7 separate regions of the Mus musculus genome follow, and all the other regions are linked to region 1. Evidence: chromatin contacts called from public HiCAR-type, capture Hi-C and promoter capture Hi-C data. All regions are on one chromosome and are shown on one strand. Each heading gives the region's core, a stretch centred on a gene start, on an enhancer-like site or on the middle of the called end of the contact. The rest is flanking DNA. Distances are from core to core; before and after follow the strand shown. Region 1 holds the start of Trim27 (tripartite motif-containing 27). Region 2 holds the start of H4c2 (H4 clustered histone 2). Region 3 holds the start of Vps41 (VPS41 HOPS complex subunit). Region 4 holds the start of H1f4 (H1.4 linker histone, cluster member). Region 5 holds the start of H4c4 (H4 clustered histone 4). Region 6 holds the start of H1f3 (H1.3 linker histone, cluster member). Region 7 holds the start of Btn2a2 (butyrophilin, subfamily 2, member A2).

What was found. Promoter capture Hi-C pulls out the DNA fragments that hold promoters and counts their contacts. HiCAR-type assays count read pairs that join an accessible place to other places. Capture Hi-C pulls out chosen DNA fragments and counts their contacts.
Region 2: a capture Hi-C map of macrophages shows a contact between it and region 1, with 7 times the contacts expected there. The contact joins the promoter of H4c2 here to the promoter of Trim27 in region 1. A contact is called at or near these places in 11 of 39 promoter capture datasets (the 3T3-L1 cell line, the SN4741 cell line, cranial neural crest and 7 more), 36 of 484 Hi-C or Micro-C datasets (B cells, CD4 T cells, CD4 single positive thymocytes and 17 more), 7 of 115 datasets of contacts at active chromatin or transcription factors (astrocytes, cardiomyocytes, forebrain and 4 more) and 4 of 9 other capture datasets (adipose tissue, liver, macrophages and 1 more).
Region 3: a HiCAR-type map of astrocytes shows a contact between it and region 1, with 4 times the contacts expected there. The contact joins the promoter of Vps41 here to the promoter of Trim27 in region 1. A contact is called at or near these places in 2 of 39 promoter capture datasets (liver and pre-B cells), 1 of 115 datasets of contacts at active chromatin or transcription factors (astrocytes) and 1 of 9 other capture datasets (adipose tissue).
Region 4: a promoter capture Hi-C map of liver shows a contact between it and region 1, with 12 times the contacts expected there. The contact joins the promoter of H1f4 here to the promoter of Trim27 in region 1. A contact is called at or near these places in 1 of 39 promoter capture datasets (erythroid cells), 1 of 484 Hi-C or Micro-C datasets (CD4 T cells), 2 of 115 datasets of contacts at active chromatin or transcription factors (astrocytes and fetal liver) and 2 of 9 other capture datasets (liver and macrophages).
Region 5: a contact with region 1 is called in a promoter capture Hi-C map of liver, with 7 times the contacts expected there. The contact joins the promoter of H4c4 here to the promoter of Trim27 in region 1. A contact is called at or near these places in 10 of 39 promoter capture datasets (the 3T3-L1 cell line, the HPC-7 cell line, the SN4741 cell line and 6 more), 1 of 15 datasets of contacts at CTCF or cohesin (thymocytes), 4 of 484 Hi-C or Micro-C datasets (CD4 T cells, CD8 T cells, pre-B cells and 1 more), 8 of 115 datasets of contacts at active chromatin or transcription factors (double positive thymocytes, embryonic hindbrain, forebrain and 5 more) and 4 of 9 other capture datasets (adipose tissue, liver, macrophages and 1 more).
Region 6: a promoter capture Hi-C map of neutrophils shows a contact between it and region 1, with 7 times the contacts expected there. The contact joins the promoter of H1f3 here to the promoter of Trim27 in region 1. A contact is called at or near these places in 16 of 39 promoter capture datasets (the 3T3-L1 cell line, 3T3-L1-derived adipocytes, the HPC-7 cell line and 11 more), 1 of 484 Hi-C or Micro-C datasets (B cells), 6 of 115 datasets of contacts at active chromatin or transcription factors (embryonic forebrain, embryonic midbrain, embryonic stem cells and 3 more) and 2 of 9 other capture datasets (adipose tissue and macrophages).
Region 7: a contact with region 1 is called in a promoter capture Hi-C map of hematopoietic stem and progenitor cells, with 8 times the contacts expected there. The contact joins the promoter of Btn2a2 here to the promoter of Trim27 in region 1. A contact is called at or near these places in 14 of 39 promoter capture datasets (the C10 cell line, cranial neural crest, embryonic stem cells and 8 more), 1 of 115 datasets of contacts at active chromatin or transcription factors (embryonic stem cells) and 2 of 9 other capture datasets (liver and macrophages).

Annotation. Positions count from the first base shown.
Region 1 is chr13:21,177,560-21,181,824 of GRCm38.p6, reverse strand. Trim27 (tripartite motif-containing 27) reads right to left here and starts at 1,894. Exons shown (of 8, transcript NM_009054.3): 1 at 911-1,894. The coding sequence starts at 1,330.
Region 2 is chr13:23,754,419-23,758,683 of GRCm38.p6, reverse strand. H4c2 (H4 clustered histone 2) reads right to left here and starts at 1,747. Exons shown (of 1, transcript NM_178193.2): 1 at 1,298-1,747. The coding sequence starts at 1,663. The coding sequence ends at 1,352.
Region 3 is chr13:18,715,116-18,719,380 of GRCm38.p6, reverse strand. It overlaps Vps41 (VPS41 HOPS complex subunit), which reads right to left and starts at 2,089. Exons shown (of 29, transcript NM_172120.4): 1 at 2,045-2,089. The coding sequence starts at 2,065.
Region 4 is chr13:23,620,096-23,624,360 of GRCm38.p6, reverse strand. It overlaps H1f4 (H1.4 linker histone, cluster member), which reads left to right and starts at 1,803. Exons shown (of 1, transcript NM_015787.4): 1 at 1,803-2,584. The coding sequence starts at 1,864. The coding sequence ends at 2,523. It overlaps H2bc6 (H2B clustered histone 6), which reads left to right and starts at 3,267. Exons shown (of 2, transcript NM_001177653.1): 1 at 3,267-3,445.
Region 5 is chr13:23,579,688-23,583,952 of GRCm38.p6, reverse strand. H4c4 (H4 clustered histone 4) reads right to left here and starts at 2,385. Exons shown (of 1, transcript NM_175654.3): 1 at 1,984-2,385. The coding sequence starts at 2,351. The coding sequence ends at 2,040. H2bc6 (H2B clustered histone 6) reads left to right here. Exons shown (of 2, transcript NM_001177653.1): 2 at 1-283.
Region 6 is chr13:23,552,571-23,556,835 of GRCm38.p6, reverse strand. H1f3 (H1.3 linker histone, cluster member) reads right to left here and starts at 1,804. Exons shown (of 1, transcript NM_145713.4): 1 at 1,029-1,804. The coding sequence starts at 1,746. The coding sequence ends at 1,081.
Region 7 is chr13:23,486,983-23,491,247 of GRCm38.p6, reverse strand. Btn2a2 (butyrophilin, subfamily 2, member A2) reads left to right here and starts at 2,391. Exons shown (of 8, transcript NM_175938.3): 1 at 2,391-2,612; 2 at 3,286-3,415. The coding sequence starts at 3,331.

The DNA.
Region 1 (4,265 bases), core at 645-3,144:
GCCAGCAAGTGTGTTAGCAATTTGTTATTTAAACTCTAGCCACCTACCAGTTCCTAGAAGCGGTTACAAGACATCTGGGTAAGGAGGCTCAAAAGGTAAGCTATTTCTCAGATGAATACAGAAAAAAAAAAAAGATTTATTTTCCTCAAAGAATCAGTAAACATTACTAAATTACAACTTATCTCCAGCGAGTGAAATGATACAGGTGACAGCTTTGTAAACGTGACTGACATTTGGATGAACTCACACTTAAACAAATATATAACTCTGTTGGTATAGATCCCTGCAGCCCTCAAGATCATTATCACTTCAGAGCTACTTTATATGTAACGTTTTCGTACTACTGTGTAGCTGTGCCAGTGTTTATTCAACACTCCACAAAGGTCCTGTGAGTTCACTTCCCCTTCACAATAAGCCATCTCCCGAGTCTGAGAGTGGCTAAATGATTTACTTAAGCAGTAAAAAGCTCTGTTCATTTCCATTCAGTTCTAAAACAGGTTTACAGGGAAGTGCTGGGGACACAGATTAAGTGATGGGCACTGCTCGATGTGAATTCAGCCAGCCAACAGTGACTGTCTGGCTTGGTATCCTGGGTCAGAGCGAGTTCGAGGCGTTCAAGGCCTATGGAAGTGTACTTGGCTCCATGTGCATCTCCTTTGTCAAGGGAGGGTCTCCTCGCGCCGTCCCAGTCGCGGCACGCGTAGAGGCGGTTAGCAGGGGCGCTCGGGGTGGGGGTGGGGGTGCTCCTGGCCTCGCCAGCTACAGGTTCTCCTTCCCAGTCTGAGTGCGGAGGCTCCGCAGCCGACAGGGAGGAAATGACGGCGGTGGGCCCCACGTCCGGCTCGCCATTTTCTCGGTATCAAACCAGGAAGCCCCCGGCTCGCCCCTTTGTCCGCCGGCCCGGCCCTACCTTGAAGCCCTCCACCGCCTCCTCCAGGGGCAGCACGCTGTGGCCGCGGTGCTCGCGCGAGCGGTCGCACACCACGCAGATGGGCATCTGGTCCTGCTCGCAGTACAGCTTCAGAGGCTCCCGGTGCTTCTCGCACACGCCCATCTCGCCGCCGGGCCCCGACGGCCGCTCGGTGCGCAGCTGCTTCACCAGCTGGGTCACGTTGGCCAGGTGCCGGTTGGGTCGCATGTGGCGCTGCGGGAAGGTCTCCCGGCACTGCGGACACGACACGTTAGTCTCCGCGGCACCCCAGCAGCGGGCCAGGCACGCGCAACAGATGTTGTGGCCGCAGTCGAGCATCATAGGCTCCACGAAGTACTGAAGGCACACGGGGCAGGTGGTCTCCTGCTGCAGGCACTCGGCCACGCTCCCGGAGGCCATGGCGCGGGCCGGCTGGGCCGCAGGGCATGAGCCCGGAGCCGAGCTCTGTCGGAGCTCAGCGCGCTCGCTCCGCTTCTCGGCTCCGGAGCGGGGCGGGGCCTCCGGCGCGGGGATCGCAGACGCGCGCGGAGCTCTCGGGCGGCCAGACCCGTCCCCGCACAGCTGCTCCTCACCGACAGCACGGGGAGGAGGCCTGGGCCCCGGAGCCCGGCTGAGAGCCGAGCCGAGGGGAGTCGGGAACCGGGCGCCGCGGGCTGGCTCACCGGGCAACGTGGCCGCGTCGGAAGGGGTCCCGCGGCCGCGCAGACTCCTCAGGGCCGAGCGGAAGAGGTGGGCCGGGGGCGGGGCCTGGCTTCCCGCGCCGCTCTGCTCTCTCGGGGCGGGAAAGCGGGTTTCCTCTGCACAGTCCTGGGTCCCCGGCACCCAGCCCGGGAGTCGGTCGTGGCTGTCGCGTGCAGTGGGAGCAGAGTGTCCCCTGGCAGTGGCGTCGGGTCACTCCAAGCGTCTGTGGGCCCGTAGTCTTCTGCTGAGTTTCCTCTTAGTGGCTAGGCCTCGGCTCCTTTAAAAGTAAGATGGCTTTGCATAAATGCCGGAAAGCTGGGCGGGGAGACCAGCTAGGCCCCTCCCAGTGTGACACACCCAGCTCCAGGCGTTAACAATCGCTAGAAAAGGGTTTAATCATCAGCAACTTTTCTCAGGGGCAGAAACGGAGAAGCCCAGTTCTATCTCCACCCTAAAGTAAATCGGTTTATCGTTCCGAGCCTCATTTTCTTCTCGTGTGAAATGGGGACCGATCGAATCCCGACCAGAGTGCTGACCAGACCATGAAGTCCTCCCCCATCTCCCTAGCTCTACCGTTACTAGGGAGCCACCCCACCGAGAGCCCGCTTGTGAGTCCCTAACTTCTTCTCAGGCTCCTCAGGTGCCCAGTGTCTCACTTCCTCAAGTGAGTAGCCAGACCCGACGTGTCAAAGGGCTGCCTGGCGACACACTTCTCTCTCGTCTTCCCTGCCACCTGCTGAGGAACCTACGTGGCTGTGGGTTCCTATGAGACCCTCGAAGAAACAACCCGGATTCTGCCACGTGGGCCTCATTCTCAGAACACTCCCCCACCCCCACCCCCACCCCCACCCCTCACCTCCAGCCTGGGCCCTGCGGCGCTGGGGCCAAAAATTCTGATTGTCCACTGTAGTGTTGTCCTTCTGCCCATGACGTTAATAACTCTTCTAATAAGTTCTTACTCCCAGCAATCTAGTTCAGTGCCCTCCTTGAGCTCCCATACCCTATTGCTTTCAGGAATTTTCCCCATCAAGGAGTTACACCTTTTTAAACAAACAAACAAACAAACAAACAAACCACAGCTTGAGCATAAAGATCTTTATCCGCTAGTTTAAATGAAGCACCCAGTACATCGAATGACATTGAGTAGAACCTAAAACTTGCTTGTTTCTGCCCAATCGAGAGTCCTGTGATGACCGGAGGAGGTCTTGTAGCCTGGTTTCTTATCACAGAATAGGTTTTCAGTTCTGTGCGCTGTCACTTATGCCATGGCCTTTCCTACTCTCCTTTGGGATTGACTCCGTGCCTGCCCTTGTGTTTGAGCAACAGGGAATTTCTGTATCCAGGCCATCACTTCACTGGATTCTGCTTGATTCTTCCCTATGGGACAAGAAATCCGAGGTACTTAACAAGTCTCGCTCATCCAAACCTCCATTCTCCCCACCTGCTCTTTGAAACTCCAGGCTCAAAACAACTCAGCACACTTCCAGTAAATGGTAGAATATTTGTCCTAGGCTACACTGTAGTCTACTCTGCTACAAAACTGAAGTTGAAAGGAATTGAAAGTGCCAGTCTTACTCCAGAAGGAAGAATTCAGTTTTGCAAGCCGGTGTAGAACTATGAAAAATGCAGGTGGCAGATATGTGTTCTTAGGTCATCAGTGCGGCTCTGGATTTTAGCTTTGTCATCCAGGGCTCATGCGGTCTCTGCTTTCCTAACCTCAAGGCAGATGGCCTGGACAAGCCAGGTAAGTAGGGCAAGGTGGAGGAAGTAGGGGAAAGGAAGCGCTCCCCCTTCCAGGATTGCTACAGGCTCCCTCCTTTCTCAAGCGATAACTGTTTTCTCTTTCTCCACTAATTTAGTAGGCTTGTCATGAGCTTTATGGCTGAGTTGCCTACTCATTTCCAGTGTTTTCAGTGTTAGAGCTCGAACCCAGGACGTTAAGCTAGGCAAGTGCTCGTCTCAGACCCATCCACGCAGTTTTTGTGTTTGTTCCTCCACCTTGGCCTAAATTATTGCAATACCTTATCTGTTTGCAAATGACTTGGAAATGATTCAGTAGTTAGATGAATGAAATTGCTGCTATGAATTTTTTTTTAATCAACTATAGTTGTCAGAGAAACCCTGCTGCTAAGGTTGATATCTGACATTACCAAAAACCACTGAGCTTGGTACAAAATGGTGGACTCCCTTTGTCAGCAGGGCTTCTTCTTCTCTGACCTTGTCTGGAGAGCTTAGAAATGCCCTCCTCCCCCTTACCATCTACCTGAAGAACTGCACGTAGCAGTGGTGAGATTACAGGTTCTCCTTCCTCCACGTAAAAACCTGTCCAGCAAGCACCTGAGATTCCTGGAATGCCTCCCTAGGCTAATGAGGCATCTCTACCTAGCCTTCAGCCAGTGACCTTTGTCCACCCTGGAGATCCCTACTTCCTTCTGCAACGATAGAGAGCCCTTGGTTCCCCTGAATAAAGTTGATCTGATGCTGGACTGTCATTTCCGTTTGTATTCACAAGCCTTTTGAAACCCTGTTCATCGGCTCTGCCCACTTTATCCTGGTGGGCTGGTGGAGAATGACACCAGGGAAAACCACATATGGTAACAATACCTAGTATAGTTGCTAACCTTTATACACTTATGGGAACAAAATAAGAATT
Region 2 (4,265 bases), core at 498-2,997, 2.6 Mb before region 1:
CAAGTAAAACATCTCTTAATTCTATTTGAAATGAGAACTGTGTTTTTTAAGGCAGCACTATTTATTGTGACTAGTATGGTAACTCAGAATTACTTGAGCAAAATTCTAATTCTGCTGGGATGTTGAGTGGCAAGAAGCAGACACTGTTATAGATTTTGACACTGCAGCAAGATGGTTGGTTCTAGCATCTCAAGCAGGCCATGGAGTTATATTTGAACATAAACTATTTTACAGTACCTATGCGTTATAGCAGGAAGAAAAGTGTTTTAACAAAGAGGCTACAGAAAAGAGAGTTAATCACAAATGCCTGAATAGTTCTACCCTGTGCTATTAACAACAATTGTGTATTTTTTTTAGTGTTCCATTGTTAACAAGATGCAGTTCTAGGGCTGATGAAAGGGTCCAAGAACTAAGAGTATATAACACATACTGGCATATACTATCATTTCTGAGTCTCTGAATGGCACAGAACATATGCTGACTTCTGCATCCATTTCTGGAGTACTGGGATGACAGCTGTTGGTCAGTGTGTAGTGTGTTGGCTAAAACTTCGTTTTGGATGTAAATCAGTTTGTTTCTTCACGCTACAAATGTTACACTACATTGTGTTTTATGCCATTAATCTCATTTAGTTTCACTATTTAGTCGACTGTCAAAATTCATGGGAACAGAATTAAAGACCCATACCACTATATGAAAATGTTGAAGCCCTGTACATGGTGTCAGTGGTATATACAAAATAACCTGTATTACACATCCTTACATTTTATATTATCCTGGCATTACCTGTAGTAATTAATACGATGTAGATTTTATGTCAATATTTGTTTTAATGAACTGTTTGAAAGGGCTGGTCAAGAAAACATCATGTGTATCAAAGCTTCACTCTTTACTCAATTGTTTTTACCTCCAGGACCCGATGAGCCTGTTTCTTTAGTAAATTCTCATCTGGATGGTTACCTTTGTTCACCTACCCAAGGTTATTTTCAGGCGGTGGTAATGAGTCGTTGAACCTAGAGGTTCTAACACCTTTCCCCAAAATTCCAGGTTTTCAAGACTGTTTAACCGTCCTTGAACCAATCCTGAGAAAAGAGCCTTGAAGTGTCCTACTTTTAACAATTTGTACAAGGTGAGGCTGTACTTTGTGCACAAATTCAGCCTGGAGGGGTGGGGGTGGGGAATCTCAACTATGCTGACTATCCACAGCCTGAGTTAAAGCTGAAGCTATTAGTGAGGGCCGCTGCCAGTGTGGGGGAAGGGTGAGGGAGCAAAATGCACAGCTTTTTAAGGAATTCAGTGAGTGGTCCTGAAAAGGACCTTTTGTAACAGTTAAGAAAATCGCTTTAGTCCCTTAACCCCCGAATCCGTAGAGGGTGCGGCCCTGGCGCTTGAGCGCGTAGACCACGTCCATGGCGGTGACGGTCTTGCGCTTGGCGTGCTCCGTGTAGGTGACGGCGTCGCGGATCACGTTCTCCAGGAACACCTTCAGCACACCGCGGGTCTCCTCGTAGATGAGGCCGGAGATGCGCTTCACTCCCCCGCGCCGGGCCAGGCGGCGGATGGCGGGCTTGGTGATGCCCTGGATGTTGTCGCGCAGCACTTTGCGATGGCGCTTAGCGCCACCTTTGCCCAGGCCTTTTCCTCCCTTGCCGCGACCAGACATAGTTAAATTCTTACAAGCTTTCAGTAGGAAGCTGGTGAACTAAGAATTCGCTGTGTTATTATAGGCTCTTATCGGACCTGGTTGAGAACTTCAAGTGGGCGGGGACCAAAGGCTTCTTTTGCTCAGCCCATTTCAGGGCGGTGACTCTGGAGTACTGTATAGGGCACATGCAGACATGGAGTCTCTCAGGTTTCCCCAGATTTGAGTATACTGCTTTTATTATATGTTATATTGTTCTATAAGGATTTTAGCAAGGAGTTACATTTTTATGGACCAGTACCTGGAGGATTAAAACAAATACCCCTGTAAAGTATTTAGGTTTAAAACATCTTTTTAAAAAATTCAACAGGTGCCAAAAGACCATGTGATTATTGTTTCTTAAAACCTAAAAATTCAAATGTGAAAGATACTTTTAAAAATAAATTACAAGAGAATTTTTTTAATAGAAATTGAAATAGAATCGGTATAAGTAGAATTTATTAAAATTCTACTTGTCAACATAGGTCAAGCCCCTTTGCCTAGTCATATAGATGCACTTGGCTATTCCCTGTCTGGAATCCATTCATTGCTGGTTTGGATTGCTATATTTTTTATTAGAGCGGGAAAACTGCATGATGCTTGTATTCTATTTTGCCACCCCTACACAGTGTATGCTCTCGTTCAAAGTAATGAATTCAGAGATATTGGAACTGGTCATTTTCCTGTTCCCCCTTTATACTTATAAAACTTGTCTGATAATGGTGCCCACAGTTTGTTTGCTTGGGTACTACATTAGAAGAGATTGTTTCAAAGAAGTACTACATAAATATTTTTACCTGTTACTATTTGTGCTGGATAGTTTTATTCCAACTTGACACAAACTAGAGCCATCATACAGGAGGAACCTCATTTGAAAAAATTCCTCCATAAAATGAATCTGTAGACAAATCAGTAGAGGATTTCTTAATTAGTGCCTTATGAGGGAAGGGTCCTGCACATTGTAGGTGGTGCGGTTCCTGGGCTGGTGGGCCTGTGTTCTACAGGAAAACAGGCTGGGGGGAGGGTCAACATAGAGCAAGTCTGTAAGCAGCACCTTTCCATGGCCTTTGCAACCAGCTCCTGCCTCCAGGTTCCTTCCCTGATTGATTTCCTATTCCTCACCTCCTTCAGTGATGAACAGTGATGCAGAACTGTAAGCCTAATAAACCCTTTCCTGCCTGAGTTGCTTTTGATAGTAGTGTTTTATCACAGCAATAGAAACCCCAAATAAACACTATTTTAATACTCTTCCTAGAAGTATTTCCTTATCAGGTTATTATTTCCAACACACTATCAGTATCACCAAATGTGTATAAGGATTACATTTTATTACAGCATGTAATGAAGTATAGTGACAGATCTTGTTTTGTATTTCATGGGTGAAGATTTAAGAACTGTTGGTCCATTTCCCAAGGTGAATTAACAATCACAATGCAGCCATGCTACAGCTCAGTTTATGAATTTCCATTCACTTATTTTGCATATGTTTAATTTTACTAAGACACTCTGAATACTCGGAAGTTGCCTCTCCCAGTCAACACTGTAAGGCCCACTGCTAACTTCTGTCTTTCTGTGCTCTTTTTCTTTCCATTTTCTATTTCTAGTCCATCTTCTCCTTCTTCCTCCTCCTCCTCCCCCCACTTCTTTTCCTCCTCCTCCCACTTCTCTTCCCCTTCTTCCTTTTTCCCTGAAAGATCCTTGCTATGTAACCCTAGATGGAAGTTGCAATTCTCTGGCCTCAGTCTCCTCAGCTAAGTAGCAGGTTTGTGCCACTGTGTATGATTTTTATTGTTAAAACTTGTAATCTAAACAGCAGATCTTAAAACTTGACTTCCAAGTTGTCTTTAAGAGCCTTGAACTTTCATACAAATATCCATAACAAAACTGTTTTCTTCAAGAGTACTAGCTGTAAACATTATCATGTGCCTGATATCATTCTGTGTGCAGTTCCTGGAGGATAGAAATCATGTTTACTATAGATCTCAAATGCATACTATCTGTTTAATTACATATATATAGCAAGGTAAAACTTCACAGTTAGACCCTCCACCTGGGCTTTAGGATGGATTTGGCAAAAACATATTTTTTTTTATATAACTTACAAGTTATATAATACAAAGCTATAAGTTACCATAAAGAAAGACCCAATTTTTTAAAAAAGTGTTTTTATTCCAAGTGGAGTGCAGAGAGGAAGGTATAGTAGAACACTAAAGGAAGATCAATATTATTTTAGCAAAATTTGAAAATCAGTTTATTTGTGTTTTGTTTTTGTTTTTCCTGCTCTATAGAGAGAATAGGGGGATATTAGACCATACTACTTCCTAAGAACAAAAACAACAACAAATCCTTAAAAGATTTTTAAGTACATGGTGATAATTTATAAACTGAGCAGAGTCTATGCAATTAAGTGATGCTAAGTAAGATGTAATTTCAGAAGCTTGTTTGAGTTATTTAAAATTTTTATTAAAAAACAATATATAGCTCAGAAAAATTGAAACTATGCATTGGAATATATTCTAATGATAATCATAAAAGATAGATGGTGTAGATTCCAATTTCAAATGGAAAAAAAGATTCATCTGAG
Region 3 (4,265 bases), core at 840-3,339, 2.5 Mb after region 1:
ATATTTTGACATAGCAATTTTTATGAATTCATAAAACAATTTATGAATGTCTGCTTCTTTCTGCAACAGGCAGTAGACTACTGGTCTTTCTCAAGGCTGCCCTGATAGCAATGGAGAAGAATGCATTTCCTAAAAGTACATCAGCTGTGAAAACACTACAGCAGGAATAAGGGCTAAATGGAAAACCATGAAGATGATAAGGGCTATTCCACATCATAAAGTTTTTATATATATATATACACATACATACATATATACACACACACACACACATATATACACACACATATTCATATATAAAATTTAGACAGGTTCTTCAGCATATTTTAAGACACAAGGTAGTGTGAAGAAAATGTGAGCTTTGGAGACATGACACTAAAACATTATAGATGTAAGCATGAGACAGTTCAAACTGACTGCATTTCAATTCATTTCTCTGTAAAATTCAATCATTTAATATATTAAGTATTAAGCAATATCCCAATATCAGCCATCAGTAATGAATAAATATTTATCATGTGGCAAGCAGAAGTGAGAATATACAAGGAGAAATAAAAAGCTTAAGATCATAAGTATTATGTAGACGAACATCAGAAGGTGGTTTCAAAGAATGAGCCACAATCGGAAAGCACACCATCCCAGAGGCCTGAGGACAGTAAGGGAGAAGGCCTTGTAGACGTCAGAGATCATGAAAAGGGGCAGTGTGAGCAAAGGTCCTGCGTGGGTACAGGCCTGGACTGGTTACAGAATAGCAAGAAAGGCAGCATGAGACAGAGTGGCTTACAGAGTCACAGAACCGAGGAAGGGGTGGATACTCAAGGCCCTTTAGGGTGATTACAATATGGGCACTGTTTTACCACAGTTTGGGACAAGAGGATTTAGGACATGGAGGCTGTATATGACTTCCATATCAGAATAAATATTTACCTCACAGAATTCTTTTAGAAGGACCAAATGCCATGTGTGAGGATCTTTTTAAGCTCGAAAGCACTGCACAACTGTGAATCAGGTTATCTGCCTGATTTTCTACATTTTAACATCAGACAGCCTTGGCAAATTCCTCTTCTGCATGAGTGGGAATACAAGGGCTACTCCATATTTCTATCACACTGGGTCTAATCTAAAAACTTAACTTGGATGTTTGTTTTACTACAAAACCACAACTGTATTTCAACGTGAAATGAAAATGCTCAATGTGAAAAGCCACCTTGCAGTAGTCAAACTAAGCAAGGTCTGCTGGGAAGGAAAACTCTTTTGCCTCGGACCTGCACTGCAAAAGACAGTTTGCACAAATGATAGTAAAGAGGCTCTTGTTAACGTAATGACAAAACCCAAATTTTTCCTTGTCAAATTCCGTAACTTTTGGCACACTCAAAATAAAGCACAGATGTGAACAGTAAAAAGTCCACTAGTAAATGTCTCTTAGGACAGTAAACAGAGCATCACCATGCATGTCTTAAGGAACATCACAGAAACTGGCAAGCAGGGCATTTAATATATGAGGGGGAAATATGGTAGATGATACATACATATATATGCTTCTATGTGTGTGTGTGTATACATATATGTATATGCATATACACACATACACATATATACATATACTTAAGGAATCTCTTCCGAGTTTTAGCCTGAGTCTTCTATTTTGTTAGTTTCATTTAATTTTGTCCTTCGCCCTATATCAGAACGTCTGTATGAAAAAAAGGCAATAATTTGTACTCAGCACCTCAATGCCACTTCTCAGCTATAGCTGGACGTTTCCATCTACGTCTTGCCAGCAACGGGAATAATCCTTAAAGCCTTGCATAGCAGTCTACTCTTAACTTGCCTTTTTCAAAAAATCCCATTTAACATAAACCAGAAGGGCTGAGCCCAGGCAAGGCCGGCTCGGACAGAGCGGGTGTGCAAGGCGCTATCCGCGCGGAGAAGGGCCACCCCAACTCGCCCGGTCAGAGCTGCCACGTTCCTGGCACTCCGCGTCCCAGAACCCCTCGCTCGGGTCTCCAGCTCCCGGCTGCCCCGAACTAGTTCTGCCAGCGTTTACCTGCTCCTCTGCTTCCGCCATAGCGCAGCCTGAGAGTCATGTGACATACCCGGAAATAGGAGAAAACAGCCCCTGGGCCACAGCCTACTGGGAAATGTAGTTTTTCCCGCACACTAATCTGGTTCCTTAGCCAGCTCTCATTTTTGCTCAACAGAGACACCACTATATCTATAATTAATGCTAAATTGTTATTTTGTTGTTGGTCTACGTTCTGTTGTTATTGTAGCATTAAGTTCTTTCTATTTCAGGCTCCCGTTTACAGTAAAATTATGAATTATCTCATTTTCTATTTCAGGCTCCCGTTTACAGTAAAATTATGAATTATCTCATTTAGTCCTCCCTGTGATCCCTCCTGTTACCGCCATTAACAGGGGAAAGGATAGTAACTCGGAGATTTCACTAAACTTACCTAAAAAGCCTAGGTTTAGAACCTATCCCTCTCCGAAGTCTAAGACTACTATATCAAATGTTCTTTAGTCTGATATGTTGTTGTGCCTGCCCACTCACTTTTTAAAGTGATAGTGACTATTTATATAAAAAAAAAAAAGTCTACAGTGGAAAGTGAGAAAATAATGTGTATTCCTGCAAAGATTTAGTATCTTGGTACATTAAATTGACATCTTTCATTTTAATTTAAAATTGAATTGTATAGATATTTTGTCTGCATGTATGTCTGTGCACACTTAGGAACCTCGTGTCCTCAGATGTCAGAAAAGCATATCAGATTCCCTGGAATTACAGATACATATATTTGAGAGCTGCCATATAGCTGTTGTGAATCAAATCTGGTCCCCCGTTAGAGAAAAAATAGCAACTGACATATGAATATAGAAAATTATAAATCTCTATTGTTTAATTGCTTCGTAACTCACATTGACTATCTTCAAGATACAATGTCAGATAATAATTTGTAAATGTAATATGAAAAACATCATTTAGAAAACTTGAGCTATCCTATGTTTCAGGACAAAGTAAACTATCTTTCCTATTCTGTGGGAATTCACTCATCTTATCCACTGATAGCCATTGTCTGTTTATTGTCTTAAGCAGCTGGCAACTCACAGAGGGCAGCACAGTTGGCAGACTGTGGCAGATGCCTCAGTGCCCTTTCGTTCCCTGTAATTCCCACTGACAGTAGCCTAGTAGGAAGTCATATTCTTAGTACTCAGCATTTCCCTTAGTCTCTAGATGTTGCTTTCTCAACTCATGGTCTTCAATGACCTGGAAGCCATGACGATGTCATCTTTCAGACTCTTGTCTTCTCCCAAGAGCCTTAATAAACCTCCAGCTCTTCCTGAGGCCCCTCTTCCAGTCTGCGCACCAAGCAGCTAATTTGGACACCCACAACCAAGGGTCCAAGGTCATGTCTGATCGAACAGAATTTTATATATGTTATTAAGCCACTCAGGCCCAAACAGCACTCATGGTGGACTTCAAGCTACTGAAAGACCTTGTTGTGAGAATTTTTTTTTAACTGGCAGGTGCCTAGACAATCTATCTCCTTCTTTCTAAGGTACCAATAACAAACCAAACTTCAGACCCATCAAGCTCCCCTGGGGAACCAATGAGCTTATTGAGCTTACAGAGCATGGGTGAAGGGCTACTGCCTGGAGCACAAGTGGCCCCAAAGCAACCACAATGGAAAGTTTTTACCCTCCCTGGCTGAAGACTTAACCATAACAATACATGGGTTTTCTTTTCCTTGTTTTCCCCTAGCCTAAGTCCTCTAACCTCTCACAGAAACTATGAAGGCACACACAATCAGTACAAAGCTGCATGAGGCTGGCTGTGATGAGAGATTGGGATGAGAGGCTGGTAAGGGTCCAGTGGCTCTCCCTACCTCCTCCTATGAAAGAATGATTGTTTACAAGCAGATGAAGATGGATATTGTTTGATTCAGAAGCTAGTGCTGTGCAACAAGCTCCTGCATAGCAGACACAGAGCAAGCCCTAAGTTTAATTTCCACGGGAAATAGAAGACATCTAAATCTTCTGTTCCTCTGATTGTCTTCACAAACCATCATTTTTCCTTTTCTCATTGTGAACTGGATCCACAGCATCTGGTGAGACTGGCTGTCTCCTGTTTTGATCTGACACAGACATGAAAGAGGAAGACAAAAGCAGGTTTATTACCATGGTTTTCTCCTTGTTTTACTGGTCGTTTCAATTTTGATGAGAATCAGTCATACCTAAAAGCAGTGATTCAGGGAAAGTCACCACTG
Region 4 (4,265 bases), core at 554-3,053, 2.4 Mb before region 1:
ATTTGCAGGAAGTTTTTTTTTTTTTGTTATTAACAAAAAGGGGTTAAATCCCCACTTTTCAATATCAAACACCCATACAGTTTCTCTGCTCTGGCTCAGAGTTTTAATGAATACCAAAGTTTGCATTTGTTAATACATGAAGGTGAAAATATACATTATAGCATAGAAATACTGATAATATGAATCACTTTTATATAAAATTCATCATTAAAGATAATACCACAAGATCTTAAAAATGCCTCATGGACACTGTGTTGAACTGCTGAGTTCCTCTGTTTGCATTGCTTTTGTGTGTGGAGGTTTAGGATAGTAGAATTGATAATGTGATGTTAGAGACAATTGTATCACAAAACAAAAGCCATCACATTATACTATTGTATAACATAACATTGTATCTTACACTATTGTAAACATTGTATCTTATACTATTGTATAATATACTATTTTATAATATAACAATGTATCTTGTCTCTGTAGTGGGAGTCTTGTAATTTCTGAATATAATTCCAACCAAACATCCCAGAAATAATTACTGACACTGGATTATCATTGATCTCCTAGTCGTTACCTTGGTTGAACAGCTACATAAATAAAACAACCCATTTAACACCTTCAAGGCATGTCTTTGAATCTGTTTGAATGTCTTCTCAAATATGATTCTAAGATTAAATCTTAACCCCTCATTTACCCTGAGGAGATCCACGAAACATTATTCCCATGTTTCCATAAGGAGTAGCCATATATGGAGAACAGCTGTTCAGTAACGGGGCTAGGATTCTGTAACGAAGGCAGTAGAGATGTTCTGAGCTATATTTCTCATGTGTGTTTCTCTTGATCAATGGCTCAGTTATCTAGTTTTAATATACCACATTACAATTTAGTCCTAAAACATGTCAGAAGAACTATGCAAGACCCAAGAGAAATTCCTCAAAGTAAATCCCACCTTCATTTCCAAAGACGTTGAAAACAGCATTTATATGTTTCTTGGAAATTAGTCATTTTTATGTCTGCACCATAAGTATGTTTTGTACTCTCCCCCGACCCCAGTACTCTGAATTTGAGGTACCTCAACCCAAAGGAGTAGTTTGTCCAGAGAAATAGAAAAGCAACAGCCCCGCCCCCAACCCATGGGAACAGAAAGAAAAGAATTATACTAAGAAATTATTTTAAAACTTAGGAGAAGCGGCAGAAATAAAACCATAGATATATAGACTCATGGCCTATGAGAGAAGAATTTAACTCAAAATGGTAAATAATCTGTTAAGCATTGAACTAAACCAGTTTGATGAACTCAAATGCCCTCTGCTCAATAGGCAGGACTCTCGGAGGAGCCTGTGTTACTTCCTTCACTTAAGTGCAGATTTGTAATAAAAATCATAATGCCAAAGGCAAGGTTTTGGGCTACACAAGAAGCTAACCACTTGGAGAATCGTCTTTGATGGGTCAGAAAACTGTACAGTCCAAGATCAGTTTATAATTTACGAAGAAAATAGAAAGTTTTGTTTCTCTGAGTTGAAATTTGCTGAACACCGCAGGAAATATTGCAAGTTTTTGGCAGAAGGCTTAATGCTTTGCTCACTTTTTGAGATGTGCATGAAGCCCGAGACTTCGGGGAACATTATTTTTTAAAAATCGGGCAATTCGATGTAGGGAATTTTGACATTTTTGGCTTTTTTTGAGGTGTAACAAACACAACTCCGCATCTGAGAGGACACTCCGCGGCTGCCAGCGAGGCGGGCTGGACAGCGCACCAATCACGGCGCAGCTCCGCCCTATATAAACGGGCGGGCGCAGCGCCGCGGCCCGAGTCCTGGCCAGTCCCTCTGCTTCCGGCTCGAGTTCTCTCTCCTCACACGCTTCGCCATGTCCGAGACCGCGCCTGCTGCGCCCGCCGCACCGGCCCCCGCCGAGAAGACACCCGTCAAGAAGAAGGCCCGCAAGGCCGCAGGTGGCGCGAAGCGCAAAACCTCCGGACCCCCGGTGTCCGAACTCATCACCAAGGCTGTGGCCGCCTCCAAGGAGCGCAGCGGCGTGTCCCTGGCTGCGCTCAAGAAGGCGCTGGCGGCCGCGGGGTACGATGTGGAGAAGAACAACAGCCGCATCAAGCTCGGCCTGAAGAGCCTGGTGAGCAAGGGTACCCTGGTGCAGACCAAGGGCACCGGCGCCTCCGGCTCCTTCAAACTCAACAAGAAGGCGGCTTCCGGTGAGGCTAAGCCCAAAGCAAAAAGGGCAGGCGCGGCCAAGGCGAAGAAGCCTGCGGGCGCAGCCAAGAAGCCCAAGAAGGCTGCGGGGACAGCCACCGCCAAGAAGAGCACCAAGAAGACTCCAAAGAAAGCGAAGAAGCCAGCTGCAGCTGCAGGAGCCAAAAAAGCTAAGAGCCCGAAGAAGGCAAAGGCAACTAAGGCTAAGAAGGCGCCCAAGAGCCCTGCCAAGGCGAAAACGGTAAAGCCTAAAGCGGCCAAACCAAAAACCTCCAAGCCTAAGGCAGCTAAGCCAAAGAAAACCGCAGCCAAGAAAAAGTAAATTTTCTTTGGCCAACTGCTTAGAAGCCCAACAACCCAAAGGCTCTTTTCAGAGCCACCCACAACTCTCAGTAAAAGAGCTGTTGCACATTCACAGGGGGTGTGGTTAGGGTGGGAACAAACCTTAGTGGGCTGAGCTTAGCAGAGGAGGCTGGGGATATGTGGGTGTGCGCAATGGTGTTAACTCTAGCTTAGCTATCTGAAGGTCTGTACATAATCTCCTGTATGTGTGGTGGTGGTGGGTAAGTTCATATCCCACAAGTGACCCTTAGAGACCATGGGAATGAAGTAGTTTACTCCCGGCTGCCACGTCGATAACTTTTAAGGGAGATAGCAGAATGATTTAGAGATAGAATCTTAAGCATTGAGCGATTCAGTGCGTAAAGAGCAGGATCGATGTCCTGACAACCCCACCCGCATCTCATCTCAGTTCTGACTGCTGAAATCAAGCATACAAACCCAACTAGAGTACTTTTTTTTCTGTGTTCCCCCATGTTTGATAGCGATCGTGCTTAAATAGGTTAGCTATAGCAGATTTGTGCAGTTTAATTCGTACGTCCCGATTGGTGAAAGCGAAGTGACAAGACAGCCAATGAGACAGTAGACCTTCAAGTGTCGTTTACGTTCCTGTTCGTGACGAAACACTAAAACTAACCCAATCCTGAAAGAAATCTTATTAACCTCATTTGAATACTGCGTAATGTAAATGAATGTGGTGTTAACTGGTGACGGAGTAGGTATTTTACCAAATGTTTAGTGTGCCCAAGGGAGGGAGTTAAATTTTACACAATCCCTGAGCTGGCGAAGTCCGAGCCTGCCCCACAGAAGGATTCTTAGAAGCTGCCATCAACAAACAGAAGGACAAGGAGCGCAAACGCTACTGAAAGGAGAGCTTCTAGCAAGTGTACAACGTGCTGAAGCAGGTGAGCCCCAACATGAGCATCTTATCCAAGGCCATGGGCATCAATTACATTTTAAAGCACATTGCCTGCATCGTGCCGCATTACAAAAAGCGAGTAACCGTCATATCTCAGTTGATCCAGACTGCCATTCTCCTGCATTGCCCAGGAAGCTGGCAGAGCACCAAGCCTGTTACCAAGAAAACAAACCAAGTGCGCATTTGCACGAATGATTTCAAGGACTTTAAAGAGCCAGGCATTCTTTCAACAAATGAGTTGTTGTTGTTTCAAGTATCCTTAAACTTAAAACTATGCGGTTTTTTGGTTTTTGTTTGTTTGTTTGTTTGTTTGTTTGTTTTTTCTCAATCTGTTGGACATGTGATCAAGAAGTATAGGCCAAGTTAGCCCGGAATTTTCAATCCTTCCCAAGTGAAATTTATTCCCGTGTACTACCATGCCTGCCAGGGTTCTCATGCTTCAAACTTGTGTTTATGTGAACTCGGTGGTGCCCTGGAAATGAGGGTGATCGTAATGGTTTCAGGGAACCACACACTCACTGGCACATACATCCACATGGCATACAAGTTCAGAATAGTTAATTTGCTATCAATTATAGGTACTAAAATTAACTAAAGATGTTTTAAGCATGCAGCTCTTTATCTGTGCGCTTACGTATCCAAGTTCCTCTTCTAGAGACTGAACCGACCTTAGCATCCCGAGATTGCTCTCCTTGAGCACAAATGAGCACTCTCAAACAATTTCGTTTCAATTGGAGCTTTTGCTTTCTTCTTCATTCCAACCCACAACCTTTTCTTTTTATAAGGTATGTGTCTTATAGAAAAAG
Region 5 (4,265 bases), core at 1,136-3,635, 2.4 Mb before region 1:
AAATATGCAATTATAGGTGTAGATCTCTACAACTTGTAGTGTTCCTCCTTTCTTGTTTGTGATTTGTTGGTTTGTTTGTTTCTTGGGACAAAGTATGAAACTCACTAAACCAAGCTGGCCTCATAGACTTCAGCCTGACTGTCTGCTGTGCACTGGCATGTGTACCTCCAAGCCTGCTGCTGTACTGTTCATTATTAAAGCATTCCTGATTGAACCTGCTGTGCACTGAAATGTGTACTCCCATGCCTGCTGTTGTGTTCCTTATTAAAGCATTCCTGATTGAGTGTGCTCAGAGCCTTTCAGCCATCCCCACTGATCTTCAAACCAGAATTGCAGTACAGTAGTACTCACTACCTCTCCATAAAGCCCAACCTCATGCCAGGCAGTGGTGGCACACACCTTTAATCTCAGCACTTAGCAGGCAGAGGCAGACAGATTTCTGAGTTCCAGGACAGCCTGCCAGGACAGCCAGGGCTACAAAGAGAAACCCTGTCTGAAAAACAAAACAAAACAAAAAGCCCACCCTCATACAGTTCCTCTCTGGTTATTGTTTTGTTTTTCAATCTTTTCCCACTGGTTGAAATTCCCCATGACACCTCCAGTTTCTGTTGTGTGCAAATTTTCTCTACCTAAGCTTCCTATTGAGGCTTGGCCAGCCTACAGAGAAGATTCTACTTTAAAATAGATAGAAAAACAAAAGAAAAGTGGATGTGAGTATTGACTGTTGAGCTTGTTGAAGGACATATCGATTGGTAAGTTACTTCTCCTCCAGCTAAATAAGCTGATTCAAGCCAGATTGGATTATATTAAAGGCAGGTTTATTGGGAAGCTGCTCTCAGAAGAATTCACTGGCCCCAAGGCCAGGGAAGTCACCATGGGCAGAGGTTGGAGGAAAGAAAGAGAGAAGGGGTATACACCAGGAGAGAAGAGAAGGGGAAATGTGGGAGGAAAGAAAAAGCAGAAAGACCAAAATGTCTGAATTACATAAGGAAGAGCCTCTGGGGGAAGGGCAGCCCATCCCCTGGGCTAGAAATTTCAGGGTTGGGGGCAGGGTGTGCCAGATAGGGACTGTGGGAAGCTGGGAGAACCTGGAGACCAGGTCCGCTTTGATATGTAAAATATGTTAACTTGTCCCAGGGTCTGAAGCTAAATACTGAAGATATTTACCCAAGTTTTTATTGACTACAAGGTCTGGGTCTTTTTTTTTTTTTTTTTTAATTCTTGGAGGGAAGGGCTGGAGGGACAGCTAAAGCATGTGCTCCGTGTGCCTGGTGGCCTGAGTTTAGTCCCTAAAGTGTATATAAAGGTAAGAAATATATAAACACAAATAAAAAAAATTTTTTAAGTTCTTAGCAGACACTGATGTTTCTTCTCTGGTGACTCTTTGGGAACAACTGATAATGCTGACGAAAGTTAATGAAGTCCTGGACCATATGAAGTTTTCCTTGAGGAATAGATAGAAGATTTACACGTCAATCTCTGGTGCTTATTTTACAGATTAGGAAGTTAGAGAAAGCTGGGTGTGGTGGACCACGATTTTAATCCCAGTACGTGGGAGGCAGAGGTAGGAAGATATCTGTGAGCCTGGTGTATAGAGTAAGTTCCAGGCCAGGGCTATTACACAGAATACATGGAAAGAATGAAAGGAGGGAGGGGAAGAAATTGTAGAAAGCTCCAGGTTAGAAAACTTGAACATAATTCAGTGTTCCTAGGTTTCCAAGGCCTGGATTGATTAGAGGGTTTGGTTTTGAGACAGGATAGCATCTATACCTTAAGGGACTTGGAAAAAAGGATCTTGACTGACCCTCAGCCCTCTCCTGAGAATGTCAGCATTAAAGAATGAGACAACAGGCCTGCTTTTAGGCTATCAATACTGAAGATAGACAGGTGGACCTGCCTAAACAGATACTATGTATCGAGCCAGTCCCAGCACCCACCCCATTCCAGAAAACCACCTAAGAGCAGCTCCTTTAAGTGAGAAGGTAGTGGCCCTGAAAAGGGCCTTTGGTTTTTGGGTGAAGAAAAATAAATGAGTACGTTTAGCCGCCGAATCCGTAGAGGGTGCGACCCTGGCGCTTGAGCGCGTAGACAACGTCCATGGCGGTGACGGTCTTGCGCTTGGCGTGCTCCGTGTAGGTGACGGCGTCGCGGATCACGTTCTCCAGGAACACCTTCAGCACACCACGGGTCTCCTCGTAGATGAGGCCGGAGATGCGCTTCACTCCTCCGCGCCGGGCCAGGCGGCGGATGGCGGGCTTGGTGATGCCCTGGATGTTGTCGCGCAGAACTTTGCGGTGGCGCTTAGCACCACCCTTACCAAGACCCTTGCCGCCTTTCCCGCGTCCAGACATGTTAGCAAACTAGGAAGGAAGCTCACTAGCCAGTGACTGTAACAAGCGGCCTTCCTGGCTTTTATAATACCAATGCGGACCTGTTTGAAAACCTGAAGGGAAGGGGGCGTGAACCATGGTCAATTCCCGCCCTTCTGGCGTTTATCCTATGAAAAGGCTGAGGAGACAAGGCGGGTCCTAAGACAAGAGCAGAGCCAGCAGTTGAAAATTCAACACATTGCCCTCAAGAGTGACAATTTATGTATTGTGAAAAAAGAAATTTGTCTTTTATCAGACCAAATAGAAAGTAATGTTATTAGTCTCGTGAACCTATAAATCGGGACACCCCCCGTATTATTTCAGATATTTACATTACAATTCATAACAGTATCAAAATTACAGTTAAGCAGCAGTGAAATAACTTTATGGGTGAGGGTAACCACAACATGAGGTGCTGTAGTAAAGGGTCCCAGCATCAGGAAGGTTTAGGACCACTGAATCCAAGGTTTTAAGTACAATTTTAAGAACACTTACTATTTCCTGTTCTGAGACTTTTTATTGACTTAGGTACGTATGCCTAAGAATCTGAACTTTTTTTTTTTAGCATTCAGGCTGACCAGGGGGAAGTAAAACCTCAAAATGTTACAGGACTGTAGCGCTGAAAGATTAGAAGATGTAAAGGATATGCATCCCAAAGGTGTGGGCCTTCTGCTTGAATTACACATAGACATCAGGAGCTCTGGGAACAGGGATGGGGGAAAGGGGCTGCTCTTTATGTTTACTATGCTTTCACTGAATCTCAGGATTTCTTGCATGTATGTTTTTTAGTTAATAAACATTGCACAGAAAATCTATTATCCTTAGCACATCATAGTTATATGTACCTCAAAATATCATGCATGCACCCCCACCTCACACTGACAGTTCTTAGTCAAAGGATTTGGTGGTTTCATGTACTAATGAAGAGTCACACACTAATATCTAACCAAATACTTCCATAAAATGCTAATACAGTAAATACTCATGCTGTATTGTTTTCCACATCTGCATTACTCTTCTAGAAAGGAAAAGAACAGTTTCTTCTGCTCTGTGAATGAGTGGATGACCCAAAGCAATGTTTTAGAATCACTCTTCAAGAAGAGCGCCACAGAATTCAAAGACTCTGAGTTTCTGGAGATTCATAGAGAAACATTAAAACTGCATGTGAATATTTACTGGGTGAAGTGCTTGATGCATATAAAAACCCTGGGTTTGATCTTGGGGACTACAATGGGCTGGTGGCAATGCACTGTTGTAATTCCAGCACTGCATAGGATGGTTGAAGCAGGAAGGTCAGGTATAGATAATTCTCAGGAACATAGTGAGTTTGAGGATAGGCTGAGCTATATAAGCTTTTGTTGGTGGATGGGGATGGGGGAGGAGTGGACTCCATGCTTGTAGAAATGAAATTGTGTTCCTTAAAATGATCTATTAGAGATGTCCAAGAGTTTGGAAATGACTATTTTTGTCTTTCAATTATTCTTACAGGTTTTTTATAGAGAAATAAATAGCAAACATAATTTTAGTCCTCTTAGGGGTAGATGTGAAACCTTACAGAGATTAAATCAAGTCTGTGTCTTTAATAATGGGGATATGTTTTTAAGGTCATGGGCCAATAACCTCTGTGTAAAACTAGATATTCCTCTTAAATCAGCTTTGAAATCTTTCAAACTAGACCCGAGAGCACTGGAGGCACAGTCCTTACTGAACCCTCCTTCCACTCTGCTTTGCAAGGTATGAGGGTGCCATCCTAATTTAATTGTCACATCCATATGCCTTATGAGTATATGGATCTTTTAATGTCTACTCCTATCATTGAAACGTGTTGTTCTTTCTTCTGTATTGGTAAATCTCCCAAACATGAAAGATTATAGGAATTTTCATAATCCTTCATTT
Region 6 (4,265 bases), core at 555-3,054, 2.4 Mb before region 1:
AAGAAAAGGGGGCCCCAATTTTAAATAAATAAATACATACAAATATATATATATAATATACACACACACACACACACACACACACAAACTTTAATACTTTCAATAATTAAATGGAAATGGCATCCCCAAATTTGGATCAGCTTCCTGAAGGACAGTTAAGGTTGGTTTGTGTTTTTATGTGCTTGTTTTGTTTGCCCAAATTTGTGAAGTCAAACTGCAAACCAAACCTTCCAAAATGGTTTTTCTTTCACGTCCTCAGCCTACTATTGGTCTACTGACCAAATAAGGGAGAACAGATAACCTCAAAACAATGTATGAGGAAGGAATGTGCAGAACTGTCAGTGGTGTTCAATTTCCTTACTAAAACCTAACCACCAGGGTATTAAAAAAGCTTCCACACTTATAGTGGCAATGTGATCAGTGCCTAAAAACTGCGAAGGTGGCTAAGTTTGGAGGAAATAGGAGCGCTTTCAATTTCTCGGAAAACACAATTAAAAATTCTTAGGACGGAATTCCAGAGCTCTGAAGTGAACAAAGGGGCGGGGACAGAGAAAAAACGCCAGCGTCCCAGTACGTAAATGTAAATCTTAATATCACAATCTCTGATTGGTGCAACACCCATGACTGAAAGTACGGCTTGATTGGTTAATTCTCAAAACCACCTTGTGTAGCCGGATTGGAAAACTTAAAACAGAGGCTCCAGCCTGTAGCCACTATTGTGAGAGTAGCTTCCTAGAGAACCCCCCTAATGCCTTATCACGCCTAGGCGACATTAGAAAGGACTTCCCGCCAAACTCTTGGAATATGAACACGTGTGTGGAGCACACACAGAAGCAAAAAACTGCCGGCCAGAAGTCCAGCTAGAGCTGAAAATGATACAATCTATCGCTCAACTAGAGTTTATAGATGCTCCTAAATGTACCCATAACAAAGTGCACAGAATTGATCTGCTTCGGAACACATAGCCAGAGTCAGCGGACATACCATGAGAAAACCAGAAAAAGGCTCAGCTCTTTTGAATGAGGTTGTGGGTGGCTCTGAAAAGAGCCGTTTGAGATTTTCAAAGCAGGACGCACCACTCTACTTCTTGCGAGGGGCAGCCTTCTTTGCCTTGGTGGCCTTCGGCTTAGAAGCTTTAGGCTTGGAAGCCTTAGCCTTGGGAGCCTTGGCCTTGGCTGGACTCTTTGCTGCCTTCTTGGGCTTAGCAGCCTTCACCTTCTTGGGACTCTTGGAAACTTTCTTGGCGCCGGCAGCCGCCGCAGGCTTCTTCGCCTTCTTCGGAGTCTTCTTGGCCGTCTTTTTGGGTGTGGCAGCACCAGTCGCCTTCTTAGGCTTCTTGGCTGCTCCCGCAGGCTTCTTGGCCTTGGCCGCGCCTGCCTTCTTAGCCTTGGGCTTAGCCTCACCGGAAGCCGCCTTCTTGTTGAGTTTGAAGGAGCCGGAGGCGCCGGTGCCCTTGGTCTGCACCAGGGTACCCTTGCTCACCAGGCTCTTCAGCCCGAGCTTGATGCGGCTGTTGTTCTTCTCCACATCGTACCCCGCGGCCGCCAGCGCCTTCTTGAGCGCAGCCAGGGACACGCCGCTGCGCTCCTTGGAGGCGGCCACAGCCTTGGTGATGAGCTCGGACACCGGGGGTCCGGACGCCTTGCGCTTCCCAGCAGCGGCGCCGGTCTTCTTCGCCTTCTTCTTCACAGGTGTCTTCTCCACAGGTGCAGGGGCAGCAGGCGCCGCGGGAGCGGTCTCGGACATGTTCTAAGCTTTACTAGTAAAGCAAAAAGTAAGCACAAACAGTCAGAGAAGGTTGTTCCCAGTGCTGCAGGCTCTGGGTTTATATAGAGAGAAGCTGCGTGGTGATTGGTTCCCTGCGCCGTGCGCCGTGCGCCGCGTTGCCAGAGAAAGGATCTTCAGCTTTGCCTTGTGGCTGTGTTTGTTGCCCCTCAAAAAAGTATAAAAATATAAAAAATATGGGCACGAAATAATTAGGGACTTGGGGGAAACTGATCCGAGAGCCTGTAGGCTACATTCTTGCCTTAATTTGTGCACCTATGTTCAAAATCGGCACCCTGAAACTTCTCTGATTGCCCCAACTCTCTTTCAAACTTGACGAAAATTGGGACAACTTTAAGGTTTTCCTTAAAAATACTACTTCTCTCGCGGTCATTAGCAAACTTTTGTTTCAGGACATGGTTCCTCACATTCTTATCATTTCAGGACTCTATGAAATAACTTGTTTTCACGGAAATACATAGGGAAATTTGAGTTTTTCGAGAAAGCAACAACACAAGCTTCCAGGGCTATCTGCACCAAGCTGTAGGAATTGGCACTAGATGGGAAAGCAGTGCATACCGGGGGAATGATTATTGTAGAAAATATCGATTGGATTTTTTAATGATATTTGAGATACCAGTGTGTAATTCCCCTTCGGTTTTCCTGTTTTAGTGATTTAGCCATTTTCTGGAGACGTGATGAGTCTGTGCCATCCCTATTGTAGATCAAAAGCTGAAAGCACATATTTTTCAGATTTGATAGAGAAATGTACACCAACTATCACATGTACAGAAAAAAGATACCTAGGTCAAGAAGGAACAGAAGTTTAGCAACTGGGAGCTGAAGAACAGTGAGATATAACCTGACTTAGCAACTCACTCCGTGTTTAGAGTACAAAGTTTACAGCTGTGTTATATGCCGTGTTTCAGGACCTGTGTTATGCAGCTGTTTCCCCTTGCCAACACTTATCACAACAGTTTTCTGCATATTTCCAGTTTTAAAATGATTTGAATTTCATTATTAAAAACAAGCAGAATGTGAAAGAAAATCTGTTTTTTAATTTCCATGATAGCTGCTGACCTCATTACATATATTACATATATAATATAGTCTGTCACAAACAAAAGAATTAGCAGGTGGTATCCACCAAAGGACTTAAACATTTCATAGTCAGTTATCATTATGATAACTGCAGCAAGAATAAAGTTTCTGGAAAAGGGATCAACCATGGGACTACAAACTTGAAACCATAAGAAGCTTCACTCATTCCCACTCATGACTGTGGAGGCTAATATCACAAATGTGGTTTTGGTCTTAACTCCAAAATATAATTACATCCTGAAAAACAGCAGATTATTCTCTGTAGTAAGGCTTGTACTATTTTGTAGAGATTAAAAACAGGCGATAAAAATCCCTAAGAGGTGTGAGAACAGTGAAACTTATGGCTTCGTCCTCTTCTCTCAATTTTGTGTTAGATAAGCAAATATACACACATACACACAAATGCACACCATTACTATAGTAACAGGTGAGAGATTACAGCCTCATGAGGTATTCTACAGGGAGACACATTCTTGGGTATTCTAATACCTAGAGACTTTCAAATCTACAGGAAAGGGTGGTTGTATAAAATAAAAATCAACCTGGTTGTGGTGGTCCATGCCTTTAATCCGAGTACCTGGGAGGCAGAAGCAGGTAGATCTCTGAAATTAAGGACTATCTACAGAGCAAGTTCCAGGACAGCTATGGCTACATGAAGAAACCAAGCACTGTTTCAGAAGGAAAATAATAGGGCTAATAAATAGGTAGCAAGAAAAGAAATATATAAAGAGAAGAAGGCAACTTTAGGCTGAAATAATAAGTAACAGGAAAACAATCATAATAGATGGGGAAGAAGACAAATTTAAGACAAATGTGCTCAAAATATCTATAAAAATTAGAGCTATCAATTTTATATCCCTTTCTGTTGACATTACATGAAGATACTGGCAACTTGGAACTCACATCCAAGTACAAAAGAGTATGTATTAAGTTCATTTTCTAAAATGGGAGCCTTTAAATATTTAAAAACCCCCCTCCCACTTCTCTCTCCCCTCTGTAACACCTTTTAACTGTGTGTGGAAGCTAAATAGCATCTTGCATACTTGAGGAGTATTCTAAGTCCTCGATTTTTTAGAAAAGCCCATTCTCCAATGTGCAAATACATCCCCATCTACAGTCTAGATAACTGAAACTGTGCTCAACAAGTTTCAGGGCAAGGTCAATGCAATTGGGATATGGCTGCTTCACTGGGGTACTTACTAGGCAGCAGGAAGGAATATGCTGAGCTGATGTCATGTCACACTTCACAGCCTGAACTTAGTTTCCCTTAAGTGACCTTTGAGTTCCTTGGGTGGGGGAGAGGAATCCACTGTGCTATTTAACCCCACTGTACTCACACTAGTTTTGGCATTCTGGTATGTACAGAGTGAGTGGGGTGAGGACTGGTGATTTTCTGGAAA
Region 7 (4,265 bases), core at 1,142-3,641, 2.3 Mb before region 1:
AGAAGTCATAGCAGCAGGGGCTTCAGGGAGCAGGTCATATCATATCTATAATTAGAGATACAGAGCAAAGAATGCATTAACGTCACTACTCAAATCACTTTCTGCACTCTTATTTATAGTCTCAGAGCCTCTGTATATGAAATGGTGCCACCCACAGTGGGTGGGCCTTCTCACTTCAATTAACACAAACAAGATAACTTCCCACAGATATGCCCATTGGCCTACTTCCCAACTTTGAAATGTATATTCTACACTACATCTGAGATCTTTTATTTCTAGTGAGGAATCAAAAGCTATGACTCATTAAATAGACTTAAGACAATAATAAGCATATTGGAAACATGTTTTCAGGGGAAGTCAAAAGACAACTTGCTTGTGTTAGTTCTCATGGGTCAGAGTTCTAACTCAGGTTATCAGGCTTAGCGACAGAAACCTTAATGAGTCATCTTGCCAGCCAAATATATGGAAGTTTTTGTTGCAATACTGGAGATTAAAGCAATAGACTCAGAGACACTAGGCACGTACTCTTCTAGTGAGCTGTCTCTCTGTTGCTAGGGACTCACTCTGCATACTTTCTAGCTCCCCTGAGCTTTGTGATTTCTCCAAAAGAATTCAGATGTATATAGGAAGTATAATGTAGAAGAAAAATGGAGTTTATAAAAGGTTAAGTAGGAGTACTGGGGAGATGATAGCAGACAGACCATTATGGAAGAAAATACTCTCAGGAATGAAGAGATGGCCTTTATACCAATTTACTTTTTAAAGCAGCTTTTATACTATTTCTTAAAGTCTCCTCAACAGACAGCTTTCCTGAGGCAGGTTTTCCTGTCCAGATGATAGCCAGGCATTCTTGGATTAGCTCTTTTGGGACAGGGTCTTACTAGCCATGGCTGATGTCAAACTCACAGGCCTGTCTCTACCTCTGCATGCTGGAATTAAAGGCATGGAATTAAAGTCACGCCTAGCTTGATTAACTCTTAAGGGAGTAGACAGTGCTAAGACTTTGTTCTTTAGTTTTAAAAAGTCTCCCATGGGCTGGAGCTATACTCAGTGGTTAAAACTACTTAGTGCTTTTCCAGAGGCCCGGGGGTTTTACTCCCAGCACCCACAGCATTGAGTGCAACTGAGTTGCAGGGGATTTCATGTCCTTTTCTGCCCCCCCCCCCCCCCCGCCAAGACAACCTCACACATGTGGCACATACTCACACATATAAAATACATAAAATAAGATCATTTAAAAAGAAAGCCTCTGCTCAAACATACATGATCCTTCTAGAAGTTCAAAATGTCAGGTTCAACAAGGGCCAGAGACACCATTCAAATGCCCTTTTTAAAAAACAGTCATCAAAGTCCTGTTTTAATTCCTGTTTTTAAGAGCTGTTGTTTATGAGACAGGGAGATTCAGTGACCTCTAAGCTTGCTGTGACCACACTAGATACCTTACAACCATTTAGGAAATAGGCATCAACTTGATCTGGCTGCTTCTAACTGAAAAGAGTTTTGCCTCTTGATGACTCTTAGGTCTCTGAAGACAATCAAAAGAATCCTCATAGATCGTGACAGACTGCTGAAAAACCAGCCAAGGGTAGTCTACTCCAAGGGAGAAGAAACAGAATTGAGACAGCAGACCAATACATGGTCTGAAGGGAGTGAGGTCGTTACTGAGATCATAGCAAGTGTAACCCATTTCTACTGCTCAGTCTGAGTCTTGCTCTCCACCAACACCTTTTCCTTTTTCGGATTTTGAGATAGAGTTTCTCTGTGTAGCCCTGGCAGTCCTGGAACTCACTCTGTAGACCAGGCTGGCCTTGAACTGGCCTCTGGAAAAGCACTAAGTAGTTTTAACCACTGAGTATAGCTCCAGCCCATGGGAGACTTTTTAAAACTAAAGAACAAAGTCTTAGCACTGTCTACTCCCTTAAGAGTTAATCAAGCTAGGCGTGACTTTAATTCCATGCCTTTAATTCCAGCATGCAGAGGTAGAGACAGGCCTGTGAGTTTGACATCAGCCATGGCTAGTAAGACCCTGTCCCAAAAGAGTTAATCCAAGAGTTTGAGTGCTGGGATTAAAGGTGTGAGTCAGCACACCCGGATTGCATCTGGCTCCCTTACTCCCTTCTTCACACACACTTCAACACACAGGGATGAGGCCTCTGGACACCAAGCCCAACTCTAGGACCTCTCAAGTGGGAAGAAGAAGGGAAGAAAGGAGCGCATGAAAGGGAAGCAATAAGAGGGAAGGGAAGAAAGGGGCACAAGGGAAAGGAAGACAGGAGGGAGAAAGGATTGTTTCTGTGTATGCTACCTAGTAACAAGTGACTGCTAGACATAGGAATACTATTGGCTGATGACTTAAGGCAGGCCAATCCCGGGCTCTGAACTGCTTAGTGGAAATTGTGAGACTTGCACGCGGAATGGGTCCTCCGAGGTCTGCTGTCGCGAGTCCCAGCACTTTGCAAGTAATGGAGAACAGAAAATTCTTTCCTCTCTACTGTAGCAGTTTGTTCTCTGGTGGCGACTGTGCTCAGCGACAAGTTGGAGAGTAGAGAAAAGGCAAGATAATCAGCATTTGAGGGTCAGAGAAGAAAAGAAAACGCAGTTAATTCTAGAAGGTAGGGGAGGGGATGGGGAGCGCTCTGAGTCCTAGCAGGGGCTGTAGGAATAGGGGGTGGGGGTAGGGTGTCACAACACAGGCTGCTGGGAGGGAAAAGCCAGATCTTTGACTCTGGAAAGAATACCTGGGGGGGGGGGGGTAGTCTCACCTACCTAGTTTTACCTGAGGTTCACCAGGAGGAGGGAGTACAGGGAAGGCGAGGGGGGAGGGGAGGAGGAAGGAAAGAAGGCTTGGGACGAGGGAAGGAGGAAAGAGGAGGAAGAACTGGGTAGAGAAGTAGGAGAAAGACCCGGAGGTTGAGGAAGAGGGAAGGGGCTGGAGAGAGAGAACAAGGGAAGGAGGAGGAAGAGGAGGGAGTGGGGGAGGAGGAGGAGGAGGAAAGCCCAAGAAGAAAGAAAGAGGAGGAGGGAGGGGGAGGAATATCAAATGACAGCTGAAGAAACTGGACTCTGGAAAGACAACTGAGCCTAAGACAACAGAAAACTGCCTGCCTGGTGCTTATGTTGTTTGTTTAATAGAATGTTTGGTGAATCCAACTATTAAGGTATAACCAGTTCCATAGGGCAAGAGTCCATCTAAGGCAGAAGTCTGAGTGCTCATGAGACCAGCATAGGGACAAAAAGGTGTCATGTACATGAGAACCGTGGGTGATTTATCCTCTGTACTTCTAGGTTTTCTGTCCACACGTGACCTAGGTGACTCTGTCCTGAAGACCTATGGAGCCTACAACTTCCCTGCGTTCTTGCCCGATAGCCTCCCTTCTCTTCTTCTTGGTCCTCAGCCTGTTTGTGCTGGTCTCAGGTACAGTTGTAGGCTTCTTGCTCCTCTCAGTTTTTCAGAAAGCAATGGCCACAGTTCTCCTGATAGACAGAGACAGGAATAGGGACTGCAGCTGTGTTGGCTCATCTTTCTGAATGAGGACACTGGATTTATCCCAATTTTGTCCTACAGAAATATAGCTAGAGCATCAAAGGAGATCTGTAAATGTCCAAGTGGCAACATTCAAAGGAGTTAAAAATAGATGACGTAGATTTGAATGATATATTTTGTTTAACACCACATAATCAAATATTAATATAAATGCCTTGCCAGGTGTGGAGGTACACACCTATAAACTTAAGAGGCTGAGACAAGACTGCCAGGAATTCAAGGTCTGCCAGGGGTACATAATAAGATGCTATCTCAGGAAACAAAACAAGGGGGCTAGGAATGTGGCTCACTCGGTAGAGTGCTTGCCTAGCATGCACAGGCTGTGGTTGGAATCCTGGGTCTGTGCCACACTCAGGCATTGTACTGAAGAACAAGTCTCTCTGAGCATTGGATCTATACTTTATGCTCAGGGTGACTATTTTGTTTTTGTTCATGGCTGGGCTTGAACTTGCTATAAAGCTGAAGATAACTTTGAAGAGCTGATCTTCCAGCCTCCATCTCCTCAGTGTCGGGATCGTGGGTGTGCACCACACGCATGGGTAGTGTTTTGTTCCTGAAATATTTGGGGGATTGTTCCCAGAAATGCTGCCCACCAACCACAGCTACCAGCCTACTAGGAAGCCCCTGTGGCCTTTCATTTCTGTTGCTGTGATAAATACGCTCTCAAAAAGCAACGTAGGAAAGGGAAGTGTTTAATTAGGTACAAATGCAAGCCACAGTC